Linked DNA regions of Mus musculus: region 2 is linked to region 1. A link is a contact called in public HiChIP or PLAC-seq data. All regions are on one chromosome and are shown on one strand. Each heading gives the region's core, a stretch centred on a gene start, on an enhancer-like site or on the middle of the called end of the contact. The rest is flanking DNA. Distances are from core to core; before and after follow the strand shown. Region 1 overlaps Snx7 (sorting nexin 7). Region 2 holds the start of Snx7 (sorting nexin 7).

The links. HiChIP or PLAC-seq counts read pairs in DNA pulled down with a chosen protein or histone mark.
Region 2: an H3K4me3 HiChIP or PLAC-seq map of bone marrow-derived macrophages shows a contact between it and region 1, with 2.3 times the contacts expected there. The contact joins the promoter of Snx7 here to the enhancer-like site in region 1. A contact is called at or near these places in 1 of 39 promoter capture datasets (embryonic stem cells), 1 of 15 datasets of contacts at CTCF or cohesin (the NIH/3T3 cell line), 1 of 484 Hi-C or Micro-C datasets (nephron progenitors), 2 of 115 datasets of contacts at active chromatin or transcription factors (bone marrow-derived macrophages and embryonic stem cells) and 2 of 9 other capture datasets (embryonic stem cells and pancreatic islet).

What each region holds. Positions count from the first base shown.
Region 1 is chr3:117,801,302-117,807,899 of GRCm38.p6, reverse strand. All of the region lies in intron 7 of Snx7 (sorting nexin 7), which reads left to right. Among named protein-coding and RNA genes, the nearest start is that of Gm52614, 51 kb to the left of the region's middle. Within about 2 kb of position 3,764, at least 12 of the 459 cell types and tissues checked have an H3K27ac peak or open chromatin away from gene starts, as enhancers often do. A contact at or near this core is called in bone marrow-derived macrophages, where this site is marked.
Region 2 is chr3:117,865,666-117,872,263 of GRCm38.p6, reverse strand. It overlaps Snx7 (sorting nexin 7), which reads left to right and starts at 3,328. Exons shown (of 9, transcript NM_029655.3): 1 at 3,328-3,520. The coding sequence starts at 3,359.

The DNA.
Region 1 (6,598 bases), core at 2,515-5,014:
CAGGTCGTTGACTCTAGATAAGGGGTAGGTAAGGGAAGTAGCAGCTTTCCTGGGGGAACAAAACCAGCCTTTCTAGTACTATTCGTTTATCTTGTAAGAATCCTGTCTGAGATCAGTCCAGGCCTTCATCTAAGACACATGCTTAGCAGCACTGCCATTTGTGTTGCTTGGCCCTAACAGTGCTGAGATTGCAGGTGTATACCACCATGGAAGGCTTCTTTGGGGGCTTTGAATAGACAAAATTAAAGTTACTCTCATATCATATTTCCTATAACCTAGTCACTGTGCGTAGAAGGTTTTTCTGACCTTGTTTACATTTCTGAAATGGGTTCGATTCTAAGTTTACCAGATTTAATGATTCTATTTCATTAAGCATGAATATTGTTCAGACTACTTAGAAAAGGTAAAATGTTTACAATTTTCATATAACCCTGATATTGTAACAACTCAAAACAAATGATTATATCAGAGGTTATAATCAACAAATAGATGCAGTTTTATCTACTTGTGAATTGTAATGATATGAGCATTTATTTTATAGAACCCGTGTTTTGATTATGTACAAATGTACTAGCACTGTGTATATGTTGTTGTTAATTCTAGAAGAAATTAAAACAGCATTCAAGAGTAAAAATAGAAAGTGAAAAACCATGGGTAGTGGCCAGTTTCCAGCACTCCTCCAGAAACTTTTAGCTATAGTCATGTGGCCTTTTTGCTTTGGGACTATGGTGAGACAGAACACCATGTCCTGGGGAGGGCTATTCACCTTATGGCAATCAAGAAGGAAGGGGAGAAGCAGGGACAGAGGTCCCAACATCTGCCTCAAGGGTATGTCTCCATTGACTTAATTTCTCAATAGCCCCCTACCCCAAGGTTCCGCCACCTGCTAGTAGCACTAGAACAGGCAGCAACCTCAACCCATGGATCTCTGGGGGATGGTTCCCTTCCAAATGATAGCTTTTCTGAGAGGGTGAGAAGTCTCTTGAGAGTGAAGTGGTATCACTGCTGCTCTGCCATGCAAAGCCCTTCTCTGGGTGGGTCCTATGTTGTTTCCTCTCTTTCTTAAACTCTGTTATTTACTGACATATTTGGCTGTGCTAAAATACAATCAAGATGGCAGTTCACGCAACCTGGCACTTGTCAGCTTGACAAAAGCTACAGAATTAGTACCCGGAGTCGGGCTGGAGATTTCTACCTATCAGTGTCGCCTTGAGGTCTCCTATCTTGAGCTCTCTTGCCTTAGCAGCATTGAGCTTTACCATCCTTTTGTAAATGAATGGGTTTTAATAGCTATCCAACACTGTGACACTGGGGCAAGAGGGGCAGTTTGCAAGAATGGTCACATCACTACTGTTGCCTTGCCTTGGTTCTTACCCCACCCCGCACCCCCTCACCTACCCCCAACTCCCTGCACCTCCATTTCAAATTCTAAGCCACTCTGACTTTTCTCTGGGTGTCCATACCTAGATGGTCCCACTTCTGCCTTCCGGCCGTCAGTCTCTACTTTCCCTGTGATCTGTTGATTGAATGCTTTCAGGAACTCTTTGTTACACTCAAACCTCCCCATCAATCTTCCTTAAGATTGTAGAGCCACCCACCTGCTCATCCACCACTCTGCTGCTCCTAGTCTAGGTCCCAACGATAAAGAGCCACCCTCAGTTCTTATGATGCTCCAGAGTAAGGGAGTGTCTGGGAACCTGTGCCTTGCAGTACACTTCACATGAACTGTTCCTCACATTGTCTTTAACCGGTTGCTTTGTAGTCCTCCTGTCAGCAAGGGGTTTGTGAGGACTACTGCTATTCCCCATCTTTTAACGCCTCAGATAGACTACATATAGCTGACTGAAAACCACAGAGCGGGTGAGTGGGTGACTGAGTGAACGAGAGCACATGCCACACCTACCTTGTTCTTTTGCTGAATAATTTTCTGAGTTCCTACTTCCAACCCACTGTTTTCCTGTCTTCTCTCCTCCCTCCTGTCTCTTTTGGCCACCGAGTCTATTCTAGTCAACACACAATCTTGTCTGCTCTAGACAAAGCCTCCAGTGTTTACCCCTGCAGCTTCCATTCCACATGCAGCCCATGCTACCTCCCCTACTGCATCTCGTACCTTTCTACTTGTCCACTGCAAACTCTGCCACCATCTCTCCCTTCTGTGGCCCAGTGAAACAGTGTCTGTGCTCATCCTGGGTCCTGCCCTAGGTCCGAGGCCCTGATGGTTAACCTTCTGTCCTGTATCTGTAAATTCATTTGAAGACTTCCCTCCATGATGCAGTGTGTTCTTTCTTTTGGTCATAGCTCTTGGCTTTGCTTTATTCTGCATGCAGGTATCATTATAGATATAATCTTTGAGAGCTGAATTAGTTTATCTTTGATCATCACAGACATGCGAGGGCAGTTCATGGTCACATGCTCTTGGCGTACAGAGAACACATACCTGGCAGATATTGATTTGAAACCCTGTTATGTCTTAGGTCATTGTAGTCTTTGTTAGTTCTTATTCCCAGGCTCCCAGCTTCTAATAGAAAGATAATAAAACCCAATTTATAGTACTTTGATGCAGATTAAATATGATAATATATGCAAAGCATATAACAAAATCACAGCCTATGGCATAAATAGTAATTGTCCATTAGTGCTATTGTTACTATTGCTATAGCTATGTACTGTTAGAAGATCTTGTTTTGTTTCCTGGTATTAATGAGTTTCATTTAACGCTATGGCTAATTTCTAGCAGAACAAAACTGAAACTAGAAGTTACCCATTAGCTTTACTATTAAATATAAACCTTTTCTCATTACCCTCCAATATTCTATTAGTACTTTTTTTTTGGCCTTAGAACATTTTGCAGGTAATTGCTTGCTTTTTAAGGTTTCACCTGACAGAGGACCAATTACTGCGAGTGTTTGTGAAAAGAAAAGTTAGGAGCATATTCAATTCTCTCCACCCAGCCATTTCTGCACTATTTTGCAATCAAGAATTCATATTAAATGAATTCCAAATGATTACAGCTAGCAGAGCCTGCTACTTGTTAGTGCCCAATAGACCAGGACACTGGAAGGGTTTTTTTTTTTTTTTTTTTTTTTTTTTTGGCCTCACGGGTCTAACACATTCTATTTTCTTAAATTTGTTAACTTTTGTTAGACTTCCATATTCTGTCAGAATTCAGACAGATAGACGACTCAGAATACCTAGTCTTTGTAACAAAGCAAGGAACAGGGGGCTGGGATCGAAGCTCAGTTTGTACAGTGCTTGCCCCATAAAGCCCCGCATTAGATCCTCTGAACCTAGGTGTGAGGATACAGATTGTGAAGGCCGTGGGAGGATCACGAGTTCAAGGGCATCCTCTGCTTTGAATTGAGTTTGAGGCCGGCAAAGACAACGTGAAGACTTAGTCTCAAGAAGCAAGTGAGGAATTCCAAATCCACTGAGCATCTTAGGAGAAGAGCATCTCATTAGGCTCTGCTTTCATGGAGCATTACCGTGATGCAGTGCATACCATTCTTTGACTTGCCTGTCTTGTGCTTCTTCTTAAGCAATGTTCTTTTGAAATTAAAGTCACAAGAAGATGATTCATTGTGCAGAAATATTCTCACTTTCCCCTTTTCCAACTGAAATAATGAACTCATCAAGAATAACAACAACAGCAGCAAACTGCAGCAAGGAAAACATCAAGAATTGATCATAGTTATTCAAAGTATATGTGTCATCTTCCATACTGGTCATGACAGAGTGAGAAATAGCACTGGTGACTGAAGTAAGACCCGGGCATTGACAGAAGAACCACACAGTGCCAGAGACCAAAGTAGCAGAAGAGGACCGGATGCTCCGTGTCTCCTGTAGCAGTCAATACTAATGGTGTGATATTCTTGGTAATGATGGTCAAGGACCAACATCTAATATGCAAATTGTTAGACACTATGTGAGTCAGTGTTTTGCATTTCATGTGGTTTTTTTTGAATCTCTATGAAAGGAATGCTATTATTTTTATGTTTGTTTTATGGATGGAAGACTTAGGGCTTCAATCAGGAGCATTACAATATCACATAGGTTATAAAAGGTAGTAGCAGGACTCAACTGGAAGTCAAACCCACTCCCAACCCTCTTTGTCCTGATGCTACATGTTGAGACTCCTGAATTTGTCCCTGAGTTTAGAAGACAACTTCTCTTTATAACTGCAGCATCCCTTGGACAGAGCTAACCATCATCAACCCAACTCTGTTTAAAGGGTTTTAATGCAACAGTGTACAGAGTTACAAAGGGTGATTTTGCTGAAACTTGATCATAGCAGTGGTAACATTTTAACCTTCATAGGAAGGCAAGAAGACAAAATCTAAGAGTGAGATACTGTGTCTCCTCAAGTCAGTTTCTGGAGAGCCCTAAGGCCAGCCATTCCATGCAAGTATATAGTACTGCATAAACTGAAAAGCTAAGCAGAAGAGAGTATGCTCACAGTTGGTGGGTAGACCAATGGACCCTAAATATTTGTTTAAAATCTGTACCCCGGAGCTCTTGACTCTAGCTGCATATGTATCAAAAGATGGCCTAGTCGGCCATCACTGGAAAGAGAGGCCCATTGGACACGCAAACTTTATATGCCCCAGTACAGGGGAACTCCAGGGCCAAAAAGTGGAAGTGGGTGGGTAGGGGATTGGGGGGAAGGGTATGGGGGACTTTTGGGATAGCATTGGAAATCTAAATGAGGAAAATACCTAATAAAAATATTTAAAAAAAAAAAATCTGTAATGGCTCCGCAGCTGGGAAGACTCTAGCCAGCAACTCAGAGGAGTAAGGCTAACAACCTGAAAGCACTTTTTCTCTGGCATGGGTCTTGCTTGAGTTTGGTCTTTTAACAGCTTCACTTAAGGCTCTGGCTGTTAGCACCACTGCCTGTCATTATTAGCTATTCAGTTAGCACTCTGCTGGACATTCTTCCTAAAAGAACACAGTGACTCACAATGTGATTCTTGATGTCCCTAAGATAGTTATTCCTAGGGAAGCAAACAAGAAAAAAAGAACACACGGGGAATCTTAGCACTAAAAAGTGTAAATCTCCCAGTAAGGATAGAGGAGATGTGTGTGTGTGTGTGTGTGTGTGTGTGTGTGTGTGTATGTGTAAAATCTGTTCTTTAGGAAAATAAAGTATAAAATCAAAACACAAATAAAATTTTCTGTTAAAAGAAAAACTCAAGCATCAGTAAAAATATTCCTTACTGGCTTTTCAGCCTTTGAATGTTTTTCACATCATCATTTCTTTGAAAGAAATGCTTCTGAAATGATGTCCCTTTATAAGTCAGTCAGGCCACAAATGATGTACCTTTTAAAACGAGAAAGCGGTGGTGTCATTAACCTGAGAGAGAGGCCATTCCTGCTCATGGCTCCTGACTTAGCTCTGGTTCAGGGAACTCCAGAGCTGCTGCTTCTCTCACCACCTCCAGGGACCTCCTCTGCTTTATAAACCCACCCCAGCGCCTTGCTCGAGTGATGCCAGCCACATGTCCACCTCCAGGTCCGTGCCTTACCCATGCCCTCTGCCCAGACAGCTTTAACCAAGAGAACCCCATGTTTCACTCTCAGATGTCAGCTCTCAACTCTAATGGTATTTTCTTACTTAGATTTCCTTTGGTCACTGTGTCTAAAATTTCAGTAACATTTTTCTCTCTAGCATCTGGACTTCATTTTCTACTTTAGCTTGTATTACAAGTTGATGGTTCATATTTTATTTATTTTGCATATAGTCTGTCTCTCCCCAAGAGAGAATAAACTCTAGGAAAAGCAAGAATTTTTGTCTTATATCTTCAGTGCTGAATCTTCCAGCCCCAGAGGCATGCCTGGTGCAGACGAGACACTTAATAAATTATTCTGAGTATATTAACAAACACATACATATGTGAAATATGTCTCAATGTGCTGAAGGTAAAGACTAAAACAGTGGACAGCATGCTCAAACTTGGTGCGGATGAGGAGGAAAAATGGGAATATTGCACTAAGCCTGTGTAATGGAGGATGGACTGGACGTCAGCCAGGTTGAGATGGTGGACTTGCTTGTGTTCAGTGTGCTGAGTAGTTTTATTTCATTTTGACATGAGATTCAGCTGAAAGGCATCTTTTAATTAGTGCTTGGCATGTGAGAGCCCAGCCCAGCTGGTGGCCCTGGGTTCTATAAGAAAGCAGGCTGAGCAAGCTACGTGGAGCAAGCCAGTAAGCAGTACCCCTCCAGGGCGTCTGCATCAGCTCCTGCCTCCAGGTTTCTGCCCTGACAGCTATCAGTGATGAACGACTGCTGTGTGGCAGTGTAAGCCACATAAGCCTACTCTTCTCCAACTTGCTTTATGGTCATAGCGTTTCATCACGGAAACGGTAACCCCAAACTAAGAAGCAAAACTGTCTAAGTTAATCCTCTGGGCCATCATATTTGAAAACATAATCTCAGTGGCTATGCATGTAGTTCATTTAGCTTCTGGTTTAAAAGAAAATAATTGAAATTGGGAACTGTGATTGAAGCTAAAGTGAAGAACATCCCATATCTACCTAACATAAATATAAATATCATCACCATTAATGATAGTGATGGTGAGAACAATAGAATTAATTCTTT
Region 2 (6,598 bases), core at 2,079-4,578, 65 kb before region 1:
TAGAAGAGCAGTTCTCAGCTCGGGGGGTAGTGAACCCTAGCAAAACTATAGTTATGAACTAGCAACATAAATAAATTTACAGCTGGGGCTCACCACGACATGAGGAACTATATTAAAGGGTTGGAGCATATGTACTCACTGATAAGTGGATATTAGCCCAAAACCTAGGATACCCAAGCTATAAGATACAATTTGCTAAACACATGAAACTCAAGAAGAATGAAGTGTGGACACTATGCCCCTCCTTAGAATTGGGAAAAAAAAACACCCATGGAAGGAGTTACAGACACAAAGTTTGGAGCTGAGACGAAAGGATGGATCATGTAGAGACTGCCATATCCAGGGATCCACCCCATAATCAGCATCCAAACGCTGACACCATTGCATACACTAGCAAGATTTTATCGAAAGGACCCAGATGTAGCTGTCTCTTGTGAGACTATGCCGGGGCCTAGCAAACACAGAAGTAGATGCTCACAGTCAGCTATTGGATGGATCACAGGGCTCCCAATGGAGGAGCTAGAGAAAGTACCCAAGGAGCTAAAGGGATCTGCAACCCTATAGGTGGAACAACATTATGAACTAACCAGTACCCCGGAGCTCTTGACTCTAGCTGCATATGTATCAAAAGATGGCCTAGTTGGCCATCACTGGAAAGAGAGGCCCATTGGACACGCAAACTTTATATGCCCCAGTACAGGGGAATGCCAGGGCCAAAAAAAAAAAAAAAAAAAAAAAAATGGGAATGAGTGGGGAGGGAAGTGAGGGGGAGGGTATGGGGGACTTTTGGGATAGCATTGGAAATGTAATTGAGGAAAATATGTAATTAAAAAAAAAGAAAAGAAAAGAACTGCTGTACTAGAAGTGTTACCTCCAAGGAGGGTGCACCTTCATCACTCTCCTCAGGTTTGCCCCTCAGTGGGACTTTTTATCTTTTTCTTCACCATTCTAATTGCTATTAGCCTATTATGAAGACTAGCAATCATGCAAATATTCTGGGAAATAAAATGACAGGACAGAGTTTCATTATGGTACCACTACTCAAAGGTTTGGACCTTGTTAATTTAAAGGCTTTAGTACCAAATAAGAATTCCTCCATTGAAGAATCCTGCAACAGCCCCTTTTAATGGGAAGCAGAGATTTCAGGAGTCTAATAGAGCAGATAGCAGATACTGAGTGATGCACATACTGGACAGGCTTCTCAGAGGCGTTCCCCCTTTTCAGCTAACAACTCAAGTCCTGGGTATCTGAGGCACAGTGGACTTGTATTTTACATTAAGATGGGGTTGAGTATCAGATTTGCCTGTTGGAGACTGAGGAGTGAATTAATTATAGTAGAATTTTCCTATTTCCTCTTATTGTCCTCCCCTTCCCCCCTCCTTTCATCTTTGATGACAAGGATCAGTATGATTTTCTCTGCCTTGTGAAAATTCATGATACCAGATGACTTGAGTCAAGCATGGGGGATAAAGGAATAGAACAATGGGACCATTTTTAATGACAATTGTAGGGATGTTCTTTAAAAAAAAAAAAAGCATAATGCTGATATCAGGGACAAATCAGGGATATCCTTGTCCATAGCAACATGGGAAGGTGGTTTGGCTGTTCAAAACCAGACAATACTCCCCAATGTATTTACATTAATGCACAGGGCATGTTTTAGGCTGTGATTTGAGCTGTGTATCTGCCATTTTTTTCTATTGATCTTTCAGAGTCTCTTTTATTTATTTATTTATTTATTTATTTATTTATTTATTTATTTATTTTTTTATGCTGTCTGGGTAATTCTGTGAGTCACAGTATCATTAAGAGTTTCCTGGTTCAAAGTCTGCCAATTAGAAACTTCAGACGTCTCTCCATAGCGACAGTAAGATCAGAGAGGAAAACATAAATTGTTTTAATAACTTGCATCCTTTGTAGGGCTCAGCAAAGAGTCATTTTGAATGAGTATGTCTCATAATGCGCTTTACTAAGATATTTCATGGTTCTCAACCTAAAACCCATTATGGTTTGTTTACTAAGGAATGTAAGACACACAATCTGTATGATAAAACCAAAGGAGAAACTGGGACCAGACTGTCATTTCACAAGTCTTACTAAAATTGATGGGACTATAGATAATTCCTGGAAGACTGGCAGAACACAGTATTTTGAGGACACCAACCATAAGGCAAAGGAACATTTTGTACATTTAAGTAGCCGGTGACCAGGCTGGATGCTATGTGGGTCATATCCTGAAACACACTGGAGGTCCTTAAATAGTTAAAAGGGGATATATTGAGGAACTGTCTCAACCAGAAATAAAAATATTTAAATTGGGAAGCTTTTTATCTGTTTCCCCTCTCTGTTTTCTTTTTTCAACCTATGTTATAATTAGCTGGCCTCAAAGTGCAAGTCCTCTTGCCTCAGTCTACCCTGTGTTGAAATTACAGTCAAGCATTCCCATATTTGGCTCTTACAGGAATCTTCATTTAGAAATTTAAAGAGAGAGAGAGAGAGAGAAAGAGAGAGAGAAGACCAAAAGGAATAAATAATAAAAATGGAAGCTAGTTCTAACATATATCAATTAGTACTCAATTTTTCATTAACTTTGAATCTATAAAAACCAAGCAATGAACAACTAAATAGTTCCAGCTTTGCACTGGCTGTATGAAAAGGCATGCAAGATTGTTTCTTTCTCCTTGCAATACCCAGGGCTGCTGGCAGACCTTGGAGCTTGGAAACATTCTTGCACATTAACTTCAGGAAGAGTTCCAGGAGAAAGCTATGTTAGAAAGTAGCTGAAAATAATTGTTCAGCCTCAGCTTCCTTAACTCGACAGTAAAAGGACAACAAAATCCAATCGATGGGAAAAAACAAACAAACAAACAATTGAAAACCAGGAGGTTCAGATGTCTTTAATTTTTGCATTAGTCTCTGTAAAGACAGACTTGAGAATGGGAAAAAAAGTCACAACCTGGGAAAAGGGCACTTTTCAGAACAGGAAATCAAGCTGGGTCAGCTGGTTGTGTATATAGATCCTGCCACTTCACGCACAAACCTGGTGGCCCTTGGCTGTGTCAGGGCGAGAACACCACCTCCTGTCCTCTGTATCTCCATGGCCCACCCTGGCGGTGTTCCTAGAGTCAGAATTTAAAAGTCGGGCTGTAGATCTGAGCCAGGTTGTGGCTGGGCAGGCCCCACCGCTCTCCCGCCCCGGCCCGGCCCGGCGCCGCGGGCTCCCGCAGTTCCGCGTCTGCGCACGGCCGAGGGGCAGGAGCTGGGCTGGCCAGGGAGGCGCAGGGCGCCTCGGGAGCCAATGGGCGCGCGCGGGGGAGCCGGGCTGGCAGAGGCGGCCGGCTGGGCGCGCACTGCCGGGATGGACGGCGAGCGCCTGGCGTCGGGCTCCTCGGAGCTGGCGGTCGGGGAGAGCCCGCGGGGCGGCGCCCCGATCCCGAGTGGCAGCGGTTCCTGCAGCCTGCTGCAGGCCGATGTGCTGGATCTGGACGAGGACGAGGACGACCTGGAGGTGTTCAGTAAGGTGAGGGCAGGGGACGTGGCCATGGCCGTGGTGGCGGGGACTGCCTGTCCAGGGAAAGTTCCAGGGTGACTCAACTCTCCAATGGAGCTGGAGCTGGGGACAGTACCTCCAAGGCTGAACTAGTCGTTCCCTCCTCTTCACTTTTATCAGTGGCAGGGCCAAGGCTCATGGAGTCTGAAAAGTTCTGATTTTTTTTTTCTCTCTTCGTCTTTCCATTTTTCCTTGCTTGACAGCGACATTCCTCACCGTGTGCGGGTGGCCTGAAACTGCTTCTCCCTCCCCCCCCCCCAGCTCCTCCCCCTCCCCTAGGCTTCTTGACAATCCTAAAGTCCAGGAGAGCAATTGTGATTGCCTTAGTGCAGGGAGGTGGTTTTTGATTTACTGTTGTTATGTGTAAATGGGAGAGTTGAGTCACATTCTAAGAGAGTCTGGAAACCTGTGACCATTGGGTGTAGAAATCCTTTCAGGATTGAGAAAGCCTAGCCTCTACCACAGGCACAGCTGAAGACTTTAAATTGGGCAGTTATTCTGGTCCAACCCTCAGCTCCAGTCTGCATATTTCCTTCCCATTTGCCTTGGAAATCTAGCCTCAAAGGCGCTCCCTGGCTAGTGATATAATTAGACAGAAATGGACATACCGGCAGTAGTGGTAGACTTGATGCAAACTTGCCCTTCCTGAAAGTTGGAAACAACAACAAAAAAATACCTTTCTTTTGGCACAGTCCCAGTGTCACAGCAGTTTTTCAAAAGTGCTCAGTGGGAACATTGGATCAATGACTATTCAGTAGTGACATGTTGCCTTGAGATGTTACATGAGCCCACCAACTTAAAACTGTTAAACAGAAGTTAGCAAGTAACCAACACCCTTGGACTCCAGTGCGGAGCTCACAAACATCGTTTTGCACCCCTAGAGCATGTGAGATTGGACACCCAGTTGCATTCTAAGTAGATGGTATATCAGTTATGTGTGCTTAGTCTTTCTTTGTATTTGAATTATAAAACTGGGATTATTTCACATTTAGTTTCAATACTATCAAATTTTAATATCAATGTGTGTGTTTATGCACTCATACCTTTGCGTGCATACATACTCTCCTTTGTGCACAATTGGAGATCAGAGCTCAGCCACCATGTGGGGTCCAGGGGATTGAATCCAGGTCAACGGGTCCCATAGCAAGCACCTTACTGAGCCATCCAGAGTCCCAATACTGTTTTTTTTTTCTTTTCTTTTCTTCATTATACACACACTTTATGTTCAGATCAGTGTGAAACGTACAAACGTGAGAATGGAGTGTTGAGATTGGAAGTTGTCTATCAAAATAGTCTGGAATTGCTCTAAACTCTCCAGGTAGCCTCTTTTTTTCTAGGCTTTGTATCCCAGGACTCCCTTGGAAAATCCCCATCTTAGTGAAGCCCTGTGGTTAGAGATGCTTCTGAGGTGGCAGAGCTATTTATTTGCGTGGGTCCACGGGAATGTTGGGGATTGCTGAAGTTATAGATGTTCTCTGTGAGAAGGAAATGACGGATTGAAGCCAGAAGCCGTTTGAGAAGCACATTCTTCTGACATTGCGTAAAGCAGTATCAGAATAGGGGAAATCTCCGCAGGAATCCAGCCGTTCGCCGAGCTTTCTTTTTAAAGGTTATTATTGGAAGGCATACACTCCACAGACAGCTGTACTGGTGGTTTTGTATTCGTCTAAAAAAAAAAATATGGGTTTCCAGACCTTGTATGTTGCAGACATGCACAAATGCTCCCAGCCTTCTCGCTGCTGCTTAGCTTCTTGGGCTTGCTGCCTAGAGACCGTTAAGAACTATGCCCTTAGAAGTTGGAAAGGATGGGTGTAATACTGGTTAAAGTCTACAGAGAACACTATGCTGGAAACCTATTCAGTTACTCCCAGGCTCATTCCAAGTTGTTAAAACTTTCAACCATTAACCACCATTAGACAAGCAAAATGATGAAGGATTCCATTGGACCAATTCTTTCCATATTCCTTCCTCCTCTCCTCCTCTCAGGAGCTCTTCTACCATCCAGCCTACTCCAGGATGGAATCTGTCCAGGAGTTAGAAAGCCAACTCTCACTGCCCCATAGTGCTTTAAGATTGGTGACATTTACTTTGATAAGTCACTTTTTTTTTTCTGTAGACTATTTGTGAAGCCATTCTCTTTCAGATCACTCTAAAGAATAATCACTTTGACTGTTGAAAATATTTTCCTTCCATGGTATAGTCTACACACATGGCAAATACCTGTTCTTCTGTAAAAGGCTCTAAGTATTCTTGGGGAAAACATTCAGTATATATGTTTCTTCCTATCATACTCTCAAAACAAGATGCCAAAATGGACAGACACTAAGCAGCAAAATACCGCAGGGAGAATGGGAAGCAAAGCAACCTGGGTTGAGTTTTCAAAAAGCCACTGGGTAGTAATTGCTATCAAGTCTAAAAGAAGAGGGAAAAAAAGGAAGTGCAGTAAGGTAGTAAGTCTTTAAAAGAATAACTAAAGGAGACCGGAGAATATAGCCAACGGCACAGGGCAATAAGGTAAAAAGAAAATAATATGCAAATAACAGCAATCATGTAAAATTTGTCTTTGAACTTGGCCACTAGGAGATAAAAGAAAAGTTACCTGAAAGAAAAGAGGCTAGTTCCTTACTTTTGGCAGATATAGACATGTGTTATACAGGTGTCTGCTTTGTATACATATTTACATGAGCTTGTGCACTTGAGGACTTGAGGTTGACTTCCAGTATCTTCCTTCCAGTATACTCTCCACCCTGTATATTACAAGGCCACCCAGTGAGGTCAGAGCTGGCATTTTTGCTAGTCTGGACAGGAGAGCCCCTTTATCTTTCTCCTATGTTGGCATTAACAGGCTACTTCCTGTTAACTAATTGGCAGGCTACTTCCAGCCCCACCCTGCCTTTTACTTTGGTTCTGGAGATCAGAACTCTTAATAATTAAGTTGTACAGCTAGGACATTACCTGCTGAGCCACCAGGCAAGTTCAAAGTCTCTTTAGGGACATGTTGAACATTATTTGAAAATTACATATACACACAAAGCTGCCTTTATTTTT